Regions from separate parts of the Hordeum vulgare genome. Here region 1 is linked to region 2. Evidence: chromatin contacts called from public Hi-C data. All regions are on one chromosome and are shown on one strand. The core of a region is the stretch at or near the end of the contact, and the rest is flanking DNA. Distances in the headings are between cores, read along the strand shown. Region 1 has its middle 17 kb from the start of LOC123452934. Region 2 has its middle 310 kb from the start of LOC123399258.

Region 1 (6,387 bases), core at 3,715-6,214, 350 kb before region 2:
AAGATCCGCAAAAGTTGGATGGATAGCCTGTGTGTAGCAGGACAGGCTCAAACACACAAAGCAGCTCTAGTACCTACTGGGCTACTGGTACAAAACAAGAAATCACCCAGAAAGCAAAAAACCAATTAATCCATCAGCTACCAACCTAGCATTGTTTATTCTATGCCTGAATCCTGTTTTGGGTTGGAACTACTGTGGATGCAGGCCACCGCCTTTGCTGCAGCCAATCTTCTTATCCAGGCGTGTCTTGAAATTGATGACGACATCTTACTGGGCCCCCAATATACGAAGCCGTTTCAACCAGAAGATTGCCCAGTTCACGCGTCTCCGCTGTTTTCTCCACAAACACTTTCTTCACGTGCGTCGAGAATTGCTACCGGGATTTCTTGTCAATATGTGCTGATCGCAACACGGTGTACAAGGACCGCGATTCAGGCAACCCAACCTTATGCATGTACGGCGCAAGCTCCTTCAGATTGTTCTTCTGGTTATTGAAAGATTTCATAACTATGCGTATCTTGGCAGATGCCCTCGGATACACCCCTAAACACAAGGACATTTCAGATTAGTGGATACATCTGCTGGGCGGGCCTGTTCATGTTTTCTCTATTTTTTAAACCGTCAAAAAAGAATGAGAGCAACACGATTTGAACCAAGCACCTTTAGGTATTACCACAATTGCACTAACCAACTAGTCAACAAGACCTCATGTGTTATGAATATGTTTTATTCTAATAAACAACTCCGGAAACACAATATTCTCTGTTTTGTTTTTTTTCTTCTGTTTTTTCTATTTCCTTTTTCTTTCTAAATATGTTAGCTTTTTTAAAATGATGATTTTTTTCAAGTTTGTCAATTTTTCTTTAAAATAGATGATTTTTTCACAAATTGATGAGGTTTTTTTATTACTAAATTCGTGAACTATTCCTTAAATAGGCAATCTTTTCTTGAAAGTTAGTGAATTTTTTATAAAGTTGATGATCTGTTATTTGAAAAATGATAAACTATTACTTAAACCTTAATTTTGGCATTTGAAACTCTAAACCCTAAATTGTCGGGAAGTTGTTAGCAACTTTGGAAAATGTATTGAATTTTATAAAAATTTCATACATATTTGAAATTCCAAAATTATGCACAAATTAGGTCCGTTTCATGAGTCTGAGTAACATCATCGCATTGTAACACCCCTTCCGTCCTTAGCGACATGTGTGCGTTTCACATGATGTACATGCATATGTTTATCAAATCTACCCAATTTTTGTCAGCAAGTGAAAATGAAAATACAAATGACCCATGCAAAATTTGAACGAAATCGAACATAAAACGCCCGTTGCGTCACATTCGGCAACTGTTTTTTTTTCGTGTTTTCACATGAAAAACATAGAAAATGCACGAAATGTCAGAAAATAAAAAAAAATGGCGTGCCTCTTTGTGATGATTATTAGGACGTGTGAATTTATTTGGGTCCATTTCATGAGTCGAAGAAACATCATCGTATTACAACACCCATTCCGTCCTTACCGATGCTCGTGGGTTTCACATGACGTACATGTACGTTCATCAAATCTAGCCAACTTTTGCCAGCAAGTGAGGATGAAGATACAAATGACCCAAGCAAAATTTAAACGAAAACGGACACCAAACGCACGTTGTGTCACGTCTGGCAACTGTTTTTTCGTGTTTTCGTATGAAAAATCATAAAAATGCACGTTATATCAGAAATTTAACAAAATTGGCGTGTCGTCTTGTGATGATCAGTAGGGCATGCGAAAAAAATTTAGGACCATTTCATGAGTCAGAGTAACATCATCGCATTATAACACCTCTTCCGCCCTAACTGACACTAGTGTGTTCCACATGATGTACATGCATACTTTTATTAAATCTACCCAACTTTTAGCAGCAAGTGAAAATGAACATAAAAATGATCCACGCAAAATTTAAACGAAATTGGACACCAAACGCACGTTGTGTCACGTCTGACAACTGTTTTTTCGTGTTTTCGCATGGAAAATCATAGAAAATGCACGGAATGTCAGAAATTAAAAACATTTGGCGTGCCTCCTTGCGATGATCATTAGGATGTGTGTAAAAAATTTGGATCTATTTCATGAGTCAAAGAAACATCATCGCATTATAACACCCTTTCCACCCTTACCGACGCCCGTGGGTTCCACATGATGTACATGCATACGTTCATCAAATCTATCCAACATTTGCTAGAAAGTGAGGATGAACATACAAATGACTCATGCAAAATTTGAACGAAATCGTACACCAAACGCACGTTGTGTCAGGCCCGACAACTGTTTCTCCGTGTTTTCAAATGGAAAATCATAGAAAATGCACGTTACATCAGAAATGCACGTTACATTCTGGTGCGGAACGTGTCCTCGTGGACTTACCAAGTTCAGTAGTTACTTGATCCAAAGTTTCATGATCATCATCATTAACTTTCTTTCTAGTCGGTGCAGGCACCACAAAAACATTTGCATGCGCTGCGCTACTCTCCAGTTCGAGAGGGGATACAATTAACTCATCGAGTTCTACTTTCCTCCCACTCACTTCTTTCGAGAGAAACTCTTTCTCTAGAAAGGATCCATTCTTGGCAACAAAGATCTTGCCTTCGGATCTGAGATAGAAGGTATATCCAATAGTTTCCTCAGGGTATCCTATGAAGACACACTTTTCCGACTTGGGTTGGAGCTTTTCAGGTTGATGTTTCTTGACATAAGCATCGCATCCCCAAACTTTCAGAAACGACAACTTAGGTTTCTTCCCAAACCATAATTTATACGGTGTTGTCTCAACGGATTTAGACGGTGCCCTATTTAAAGTGAATGCAACAGTCTCCAATGCATATCCCCAAAATGATAGCGGTAAATCAGTAAGAGACATAATAGATCGCACCATATCCAATAGAGTGCGATTACGATGTTCAGACACACTGTAAGCTGAGGTGTGCGAGGCAGCGTGAGTTGTGAAAAAATTCCACATTTCCTTAAGTGCTTGCTAAACTCGTGACTCAAATATTCTCCTCCACGATCAGATCGCAAGAACTTTATTTTCTTGTCACGTTGATTCTCTACCTCACTCTGAAATTCTTTGAACCTTTCAAAGGTCTCAGACTTGTGTTTCATTAAGTAGACATACCCATATTTGTTTAAGTCATCAGTGAGGGTGAGAACATAACGATAGCCACCGCGAGCCTCAACGCTCATTGGACCGCATACATCAATATGTATTATTTTCAACAAGTTGGTTGCTCGCTCCATTGTTCCGAAGAACGGAGTCTTAGTCATCTTGCCCATGAGGCATGGTTCACACGTGTCAAATGATTCAAAATCAAGAGACTCTAAAAGTCCATCTATATGGAGTTTCTTCATGCGTTTGACACCGATATGATCAAGGCGGTAGTGCCACAAGTATGTGGGACTAACATTATTAACCTTACATATTTTGGTACTCACACTATGAATATGTGTAACATCACGTTCGAGATTCATTAAGAATAAACCATTGACCAGCGGGGCATGACCATAAAACATATCTTTTATATAAATAGAACAACCATTATTCTCAGATTTAAATGAGTAGCCATCTCACATCAAACGAGATCCGTATACAATGTTCATGCTCAAAGCTGCTACTAAATAATAATTATTAAGGTTTAATACTAACCCCGAAGGTAGATGTAGAGGTAGCGCGCCGACGACGATTACATCGACCTTGGAACCATTCCCGACGCGCATCGTCACCTCGTCCTTCGCCAGTCTCCGCTTATTCCGCAACTCCTGTTTTAAGTTACAAATATGAGCAACTGCACCGGTATCAAATACCCCAGGAGCTACTACTAGCGCTGGTAGGGTATACATTAATAACATGTATATCATATATACCTTTGACGTTGCCGGCCTTCTTATCCGCTAAGTAATTGGGGCAGTTTCGCTTTCAGTGATTGCCTTGCAATAGTAGCACTCAGTCTCAGGCTTGGGTCCATTCTTGGGCTTCTTCCCGACAACTGCTTTACCGGGTGCGGCAACTGCTTTACCGTCCTTCTTGAAGTTCTTCTTACCCTTGCCTTTCTTGAAACTGGTGGTCTTATTCACCATCAACACTTGATGTTCCTTTTTGGTTTCCACCTCTGCTGATTTCAGCATCGAATATAACTCAGGAATGAACTTCTCCATCCCTTGCATATTGTAGTTCATCACAAAGCTCTTGTAGTTAGGTGGAAACGACTCAAGGATTCTGTCAATAACCGAGTCATTCGGAAGATTAACTCCCAGCTGAGACAAGCGATGTGATCTAGTTTCAAAATCTCGTCGCAACAGATTTAATGGTGAATTTTTTTTAATTAAATTTTTATTTAAAAGGTAAAGCATTTAAAAAACTGAAAAGACGAAAGATTCATAGTAAGATCATCATTTTCGTCACTTCTGCATGCATACGGTGACATGGTCCAATCTGTGATCATGGAGCGTGTAATCGTATATTACTCACACCACACGTGTGGTGGTTATCAACGTCCTTTCATTTTGACATAGCCTTTTCTTGAAATAATGTATTATCTTTATAGCATGGGATTTCCAACATTTTCTTCAAACAATATGTATTGCATGTCATATGCGTAATCTCACCACCTCTAACAAAGAGGTCAACCCAAAAACCTGCCCACCCATAATTCTCTCAACCAAACACATAAATGGCTATCACCGACCATTTTTCATCTTTGCAACCAAACTATATAACGTGGCAATTCCTAACCGGTTGGAGGGGGCCGTATCCTACCAATTGGCAATTCGTATCGTAGTGTTGCTGGATCTAGGACGGCTGCCGTTGCTGAAGAAGCGAGAGCCGAGAGGCCGTCGGTGGAGCGGGAAGCCAGCGGCGGGGTTGCTGCATCCAGCATGGCCCAAGAAGCATGAGACCACGGCATCGGGTGCAGAAGCCGACCGGCGAAGCGCGAGGCTACCGGCGTACAAAAGCATCCCCATCGTTAGAGAGCAGCTCTCTCGAACCCTGCTGGCACTTTCTTTGGATGGAGAGAGATCGGCCGATTCAGGCTCGCTTTTTTTTTTAGACAAGATTCGGGCTTGCGTGTGCTGCCCTGTTTCGGCCTTCCTGGTGGTGGGCTTATTGGCTTGCTCGTGTTAGGCCTTTTCTGCCCAGCTTCTCGAGATGAAGCATGGAAATCACTAGTTAATTTCAAGGGTTACCTTCTTCTCAAAAATAAAAATAGCAAAGTCACTTCCACTTTCTTAGACGCTGACAAGTGGCACATAAGTGCGTCGGTTCGTAACCTAAGAGTTCTTCTATATTTTGAAAATTTATTTAGTTAAAATGTTTTATCTTTTGGACCGCACGTCCAAATTTCAAGCTGTTTTCATCGAGGAATTTCTCGCATCAAGATGTTCGAAATTAAATTCCAAATTTATACGTCTCAATGAGCTTTTGTTCAGAAAAAACAAAAAAAAAGAAACCAAAAAACTCGAGAAAAAGAATAAAACCCCAAAATCAGCAAACAAAAAAATAAAAGAAAAAACCAAAGGCGAAAGCATTATTTCAGTTTTTCTTCTTCTATTTTTACCTTTTCGAGAAGCACAGTTATGCTTCTCGCGAAAGTAAATATGCGCCTCCTCGACAAACAATTATGTGCTTCTCGTGGAAGCATAGATCTTCCCCCATTTTTTGAGAAGTGCAACTGTGATTCTAACGGAAGAAAATATGTGCTTTCCAGGAGCACTAAATTTATGCTTGTTGTGAAGTTCTTTTCCCGAGAAACAAGCAAATTTGTGCTTCTCATGGAAACATAATCTTTTCCCTTTTTAATGAGCACAGTTGTGCGGCTCATGTAAGAAAATGTATGACTGCATAAAAAGCAAATATGTGTTTCTTATGAAATTATATTTTTTCTTTTTCTAGAAGCACAGTTCTGCATCTTGCATAATCAAATTTTATGTCTTTACAAGAAGAAAATATATGCTTCTCATGGAAGCATAATTTTTTTTATACGCAAATATATATCTATAATTTTTTCCTCCAAAACCAAGAGATAACTGGGCAAATATTGAACCCCCCTCCCAAAAACCATCTAAAACCAGAAAAAACACATACAAAAGAATCAAAACAAAAAATAAAAATAAAAATGAAACATCTAAAACCAGAAAAACATGTGCGATGATTAGACACACCACTTGGCGTGCTATCATGTCACCAAAATTGACCTCTGGAGGCCCCACAAAGTGTAACCTTCAGTTAATCGCTCTCGTGAAGCTTATACTATGATATGGAACAACCCTTGAAAATTCTATGACATGGAACATGAAAAACACCATCGCCCAATCAACAAACAATTGAATAAGCAACCATCATGCCCGTGCATGC
Region 2 (7,145 bases), core at 2,607-5,106:
TAGTCCTCCGGGAACTCATGGTCGAGCGGGAAGCCGTCTAGGCCGGCCTGATCTTGCATGAAGCCGTCATGTGGACCATTGGTGGCTTGCATGAATAGTGCTTGGCAGTCCTGGTTTTGGGTCTCATCGGGATCGTACATAGCCGCGGATTAAGCACCAGCTGTCGGCGCACCGCCTTTGAAGATCATGTTCTCGTAGAAACGGTTGGCCGTGTCATCGTCGATGGCCGTCGGCATTCTGTCGAACAGATTGCGGGCGCCGGTGAGCATGTCGGCTGGCATCTCGCGCTGGCATTTCCTCATGCCTCCGGATGATGATCTGCCTGCCACCGGCGTGTCATTGAGGTCAATGGTCACCGGCACGGGCGCGGTAGGGGCCACAATGCTCACCTCCGACGAGCATTCCCCGGAGAAGCGGCTGCCTTGCGGGTAGACGTAGAAGCCGGGAACCGGCTGCGTGGAAGACGCGCGCGGTGACTCCGGTAGCATCATCGGAGGATATGCTGATGAGCCCGTGCTGGCCGCGGTCGCGGCAACGATGGTGACAAGCCCGTGCTGGCCAGGATTTACCCCTAGGTACAACAAGGCCTCCCTCGTTGCCGCCTTCACCCGAACATTGGTGTCTTCCTGCTGCGCGGCGGCGGCGGCTGCCTCGCCCCTTGCATTCCGCACGTGATTTCGGACCTTCCTCTTGGCCGACTCCACGACCCGCTCCTCGGGAGTCAACTCCTCCATCTTCTTCTTGGGCGGTGCGACGGCCTTACGGGGGGCGCGGGCCTTGCCTCTTCCTTCGGCGGCGGCGGCGGGCGAGAGGAGGCGATGGCGGCCGTGGCCTCGAGGTCGTCGTCCATGGCGGTGGGAGCGGGCGCGGGAGCGAGCGGGAGGGTTTGGGGAAAATGGAGGGAAAAAATGGCCGCTTTGCCGCTGCTTTGCGGGCCAGTGAGGGGAGTAGGCGCGGCGACGCACGCGTCCGCTTTGTGTCCACACCGACGCAAATCAGGCTCAAAATTGGGCCGGGATTGGGTCGGTAGGCTGACAAAAAATCGAACGTGCGTCCATTTGGGTCGGCGTGTCAGGTCATCTTTTTGTTCGCACGGACCCAAACAAACGGCGACGGATGAAATGAGTCTCCCGTTGGAGTTGCTCTAAAACATGTCATTGCAAAATTACGCATCCTTTTTAACTTTATCCACTAGAATTTTATCAAACTTCCGGTTTGTGATTATTTAATTTGTGTAATGGGAAATTGGTTAACATCCTTACTAACGTATGGATTGATATTCTACACATACCTGTTAGCTTCATAGTGTAAAATCTTCCACCGCGTCTTATTTTTTCTTATATGATCTGCCAGGCTTCTCGTATGCAGAACAGTGGCAGAAGGGATCGATCACATGGCAAGAAGCGGACAATGGACTACCCTGGAGGGATATCTCAGGCAAATTATAGCGATGTATGGCAGCTCTGTGGATATGCATCCCAGATTACTATTGTACTGTCGCAGGGGACGGCTGATACGTCTCTTGCAAAGTGGATCGAGGTCGTTGGCCATTCGTTTCCACCAGGGATACATTGCACCGCTTCGCCACGTGGCCTCACAGTTCGCTGACACTGATGAGATGAGGTCACAGTTGGATGTTATCTGGGGAAGTATTACCAGGGACCCAAGGTGTGTGTAACTCTAAGCCAATCTCATGTCCTACTTCAGTGTTACTACATCATACGTATATGTTATCTGTTTAGTCCAATAAATAATATCATTCATACCAAGAATCAGACATTTGGTGTTAGTTAGTTTTTGTTACCAGACTTACTAGTTAATAACATTTCGTTATATCAAATAAAATGGATTCTGATGGAACAGTCTCTCCATTTGAAATTAATTAAAGTGCTGCCTAATCAATCTTGTCTAAGTTTATAGCTTAGAACAATATATATATATATATATATATATATATATATATAGGAAAAGCATCTTTTATGATGAAACAAAGTAGATTTTATTCTTTTTCCCAATAGATTCTAAGAGAATTTTAGCAACAATTTAATTTAAATTTGTTGGCTTCAGTATCTACTTTTGCGGGGGACTACATTATCAGCGTGTTTTTTCATGCCTTTTATATTAATCTAACATAAAAGAATCTGATTCACTTTAATTATGTTTCCTAATTGGTATTTTTGTTTTCTGATGTAGCTATACTGAATTGTTAACGAGCCACCCTCGTAATGTTGTGGAACTCATTATGGATTATATGAGATCGCACTTTCCAGAGGTTGTAGGGTAAGCACGCAGCAACTTGAGACTAATTCTGCATTTATTACACAAGGCGTTTTATCTCATTAATTATGTATTTACATTTGTAGACACATTAATCCTAGTGGTACCACAAACCGGTTGTGGGCTTTTGGTGTGCACCTTGGCCGAGTCTCGAAGAAGGTAAAACTGAGATGTATCTTATGCCAGCACGAGATGACCACTGACAGAGTAGGACAGGATATGGGAAAACACTTACGAGAGAGCTGTCCCAAGATGACGCCGCACTGGCGTGCAAAGGTGGAAGCCCTTTCTCATGAGTCTGCCTCTAAGAAGAGACCAAGAGCTGCGGCTACCAAGCAAGCTGGGAACAGTCAGGTTAAATTGCCTTCCTGGAAGATGGTGATAAGTGCAGAGGTAGTATCTATCAGTCCTTAATTGTTTTTGTTTCTGTTTTTGCAAGGACATCCTTCATTTGTTACATATGTTGACACTGAACAGGCAAAAGAAGCAATTGGCACGCTGGCACTTCTGCGTTTGAACGAGGGGGCAACATACCATGCCACGAACTTGGGTCGCGAACTCCAGGCTATTGCACAACTGGGAAATGAGCCATTCTTTCTAGCCGGAAGGGTATGTCCTCTTATATTATTCTAATGTACCAAACATATAAAAATGTGATAACATCTACTCTACAACGTTAAACTAGTTTTATTAGATAATATATGAAATATATGATAATTTTGAACAGGAGAAAAATATTAGTATGGTTCACAATATGGTTAGTACTAATGGACAGTAATACTATTTTGAAATAGAGATAGTAGTGCTGTACTGGCAAGTAGGAGTAGTAACCAAATATGGCCCCTACTTACATCATTTTGGTATCTTGTAGCTGAAGGCAGCTGTGAGTGCGCTTCATGACTTGATGGCTACTGTCATGATGGAGGGCGAAGAAGCGACTCCTGCTTTGAAAGAACTGACAGTTCGCCTTTACAAGCTTCAGTTCCTCATCCCCATTTTGCATTGTGCTAGTGCAAGGATATGCACCAACGCAGATGGCTCAGAATCAAGCCGTGACGGTGTCTTATTCCCAGCAGCAGTCTGTGGCCGTGCGTTCAACTCAGCAGCAGCAGGCTGTGGTGGTCGCGCCTTCAGCTGTGCCGCAAGAGCAGGTGGTGGGCGGGCCTTCAGCTGTGCCGCAAGAGCAGGTGGTGGGCGCGCCTTCAGCTGGGGATGAAGAGCAGGTGGTGGCCGCGCAGCAACAGCCGGTGATGGTCGCGCCTTCAGCTGGGGATGAAGAGCAGGTGGTGGCCGCGCAGCAACAGCCGGTGATGGTCGCGCCTTCAGCTGGGGATGAAGAGCAGGTGGTGGCCGCGCAGCAACAGCCGGTGATGGTCGCGCCTTCAGCTGGGGATGAAGAGGTGGCCATGCCTTTAGTGGAAGAGCAGGTGGTCGTGAAAGATCAAGTCTACGATGTAAATGACCAGAACGTTGAAGAGCACCATGGTCAGGGAGATGGCCCGTTCAATATCCTGATGGGCCATGCTGAGCTTGACCAACTGTTGCAATTAGCCAATCAGTTTCTTGGAGCCGGGCAAGGCGATCCTCCCCCTCCAGTCTAGTGATGTTTAGTCTTTGATGATGAGATAATGACCCGTGACCTTTACATAAGTGATATTATCTCTTTTAAAGAATGAATTCTGCACTTTTGGCATACACATGATCCTCCCTCTCCAGTCTGTCAGTTTCCCGTTCTAATACCTGTTTCAGTGAGCAATTTGGGAACATATTTGTTCATTGGATATAGTTTTTCAATGACGGGGAGTGGGTCTAGCTCGACTCGTTGGGGAAGTGGATGTGCAAACCCAACACGTGGGTTTAAATTCTCACGTAGACAAATTTAGATTCCTATTTATTCTTAAGGACCACGCTGAAGATGAGGGAGGAGGAGGAGATTTCTATGGGACCTTCGTCCCCACCTCGGCCTTAGAGCTCGGCGTGGTAAACACACCGGAGTGCAGCTTGACCCGACGGCCCGGGAGGACGTCCACGCACTCGTTCATCGTTGTACGGGGTATAAACTTTTTTCAAACAAAAGCCACATGCCCCCAACAACTCTTTGAACAATTTTGATCATTTGGCCCTTCGCGCTATGGGGTCTGGATATGGTCGGCTCACTTAAAGGGGGACCAAGAAAAAGAATTACCTCCTCGTTAAGGTTGACATATTTACCAAATGGATCGAAGCAAAGCCGATCACCTCGGCGAAGGCTAAACCAGTAATCGAATCTATTTTCAGTGTCGTACATCGTTATGGTGTTCCACACAGCATAATAACAGACAATGGGGCCAATTTCATCACCCAGGAGGTAAAAGTTAGTATGCAAACTTGGTCATAAAGCTCAATTATGCTTCCGTATACCACCTGCAGACCAACGGACAAGTCGAAAGAGCCAATGGGCTCATTATGAGCGGTATTAAATCCAAGTTGGTCCGATCCCTTCAAGACTCCGATTGCCAATCGGTGGAGGAGCTCGACTCGGTGCCATGGGGCTTGCGCACCACCCCGAATCGATCCACAGGGTACACCCCCTTCTTTATGGTGTACGTGGATGAAACAGTCCTCCCCTATGATATTATACATGACGTACCTCGGGTGTGTATGTACGCGGAAAAAGAAGCCGAGCTAGATCGGCAAGACGACCTAGATGCATTGGAAGGTGAGCGTGACATAGCTCTGGCCCGATGAGCTTTCTATCAACAACAAGCTCGACGCTGTCATAGCAATGAAGTCCGGGCAAAGGCTATATAACGTCGGAGAACTTGTCCTACGCCTCCCCGAGAAGCAGAAGCATAAACTTCACTCTAAGTGGAAGGTCCCTTTTATAATCGATGAAATCCTAATAGGAAGAGCTTATCGCCTGCGTAAATCCGAAGACAATCGCCTCGAGCCGAACCCGCGGAACGCAGCTCACGTTTGGCGTTTTTACAGCTAGACCACTATCATGCTCCCTTTTTCGTCACTTTCCTTTTCCCGTATCACCCACATTTTTTATTTTTTCCTATAGAGATAATTAGCTGTTCTCGCGGCATGTTCAGCTTAACCAAACACCCTCGGACATTTACTAAATCATATATGTTAAATGGAATGACCAAGTAGCACCTGGGGGCTCCTAAACAAGTTGTTCAAAAATATTTGTCATGCCCACTTATTCATGTATGCATCTTGAAATAAAAACATCGATTCCTGCCATTGTATGCATCAATTGGACTTAAGATTTTAGCAATGCTGGGTTGACTATCTCTTGTGCTTACTCTCTATGTTCCCGATGTATTCGGCTAGAGGGTGAAGGGAGCACCGTTGCGATTGTTACAACCGGTTCACGTGGACACGTACCTCAAACGGGTAAAGCCAAAAGCTAGCGCTTCTTGAGATACAACTTGATCGGCTAGGACAACGCCCACCTATTCGGCAAAATTTGCATCATTAAACCGCTGGCCGTGTTGAGCGGATAAACAACCTTACCGAGTACAACCTATGTAGCAGCCCCGAAAAAGGGAACCCATTAAGGAACATGTTTTTCCTAAAGATGTTTCTTACGCCTAGTCATAATATAACATAATCCACCTGTATAACTTTTGTCTGTTAGTACCACATGTCCTGATTGCCTAGTTATCGGAAATTTGATTTCTACCTTTGCAGAATACAAAGTACGAAACACTGCCCAGTTTATAACAGGGCAGGTAGAAGGAGGTGACGGGTTAAAGAATTTTTTTTCAAAATATGGAGGGAAGTACTTTAACACACAAATACCATTACAGGCGATTACACACTTGGTGATTGATCTAGTTGATCTATTATAGCATCTAACGCGCACTCCTCCTGTGACAAGCGCGCGGCGGGCATTACCTGATCGTACACGAAATGTGGAGGAATCTTCTTCCCATGTGGCCCCACTGATCCAACTCGAACCATGTGATCACGATCTAGGCGGGTAAAGAGGGTCTTCACCATATCCCATGCCTCCCGAGATCCTTCTCGGTAGGCCGAGGTCTTCCACAATTCAAAGCGACTGCGGGCTACTGTAAATTGCTCGGCAAGATCGGCCATCCCTTGCGGAGGGTTTTGGTTCGGCCATAAAGCTCTGACCATACTACACATAGCCTTCCGCGCATGCTCATCCATAATAGACAGTTCCTTCAATAGCCTCCCAAAGGTAGTGGCCTTCTCCTCAGGATGCCCAGTCAAAAGACCTAATCCAAAGGAGGAACAAATTTTCATGATCAACACAAAAAAATTTGAATCAGTTCCAGGTCAGAACTTTACTTACATAACATACCGCCTTTCTATTTCTGGTTCTCTTATCGAGTCTATGCCAATTGAGTTTTAAAACTCTCAACTTCCTCAGCTTGTTTTTTGTTCTCTTCCTTGAGATTGTTATTTTCTTAATGGCATCGCCTTGGTACGCACTGACCGACTTCAAGCTGTGATTCAGCATATCTCTGAGCTTCTCGAGAGGCATCTAGATCTTTTTTGCATTTGGCCTATTGATTCACGTGCTATAGCATTTTTTTTGCTATTAATATATATTTTGAGAAAATTCAGCATACTGCAAATCAAGTCCCTTACCATGGGCTTCTCTAGTAAATTTCTTCACATATTCCAGCTCGGCCCTACTGGCCTTTAAATCGGCCTGGCTCTGATGGAGATCTTTGGATAAACTCTCATTTTCCTGCTTCAAAGCCTGCAGATTGAAAAGGTACTTGTTTCGACCCTTAATTCAGCCATTTCGACCAAATTAAGGCTCGGGGGCTACCGGGTCTGAACTTTTGTTCGGATATTATAAAGTCGATGACTTACGTGCAGATGGGCAGACACTTGCCCGACCA

Evidence for each region. Hi-C and Micro-C count contacts between places; a contact is called where the count stands out from the background.
Region 1: a contact with region 2 is called in a Hi-C map of seedling, with 3 times the contacts expected there. The contact joins two enhancer-like sites. A contact is called at or near these places in 3 of 6 Hi-C or Micro-C datasets (leaf, seedling and an unstated tissue).

What each region holds. Positions count from the first base shown.
Region 1 is chr5H:338,453,213-338,459,599 of MorexV3_pseudomolecules_assembly, reverse strand. No RefSeq gene overlaps it. Among protein-coding and RNA genes, the nearest start is that of LOC123452934, 17 kb to the left of the region's middle. Within about 2 kb of position 4,964, at least 2 of the 3 cell types and tissues checked have open chromatin away from gene starts, as enhancers often do. A contact at or near this core is called in leaf, where this site is marked.
Region 2 is chr5H:338,101,007-338,108,151 of MorexV3_pseudomolecules_assembly, reverse strand. No RefSeq gene overlaps it. Among protein-coding and RNA genes, the nearest start is that of LOC123399258, 310 kb to the right of the region's middle. Within about 2 kb of position 3,856, at least 1 of the 3 cell types and tissues checked has open chromatin away from gene starts, as enhancers often do. A contact at or near this core is called in leaf, where this site is marked.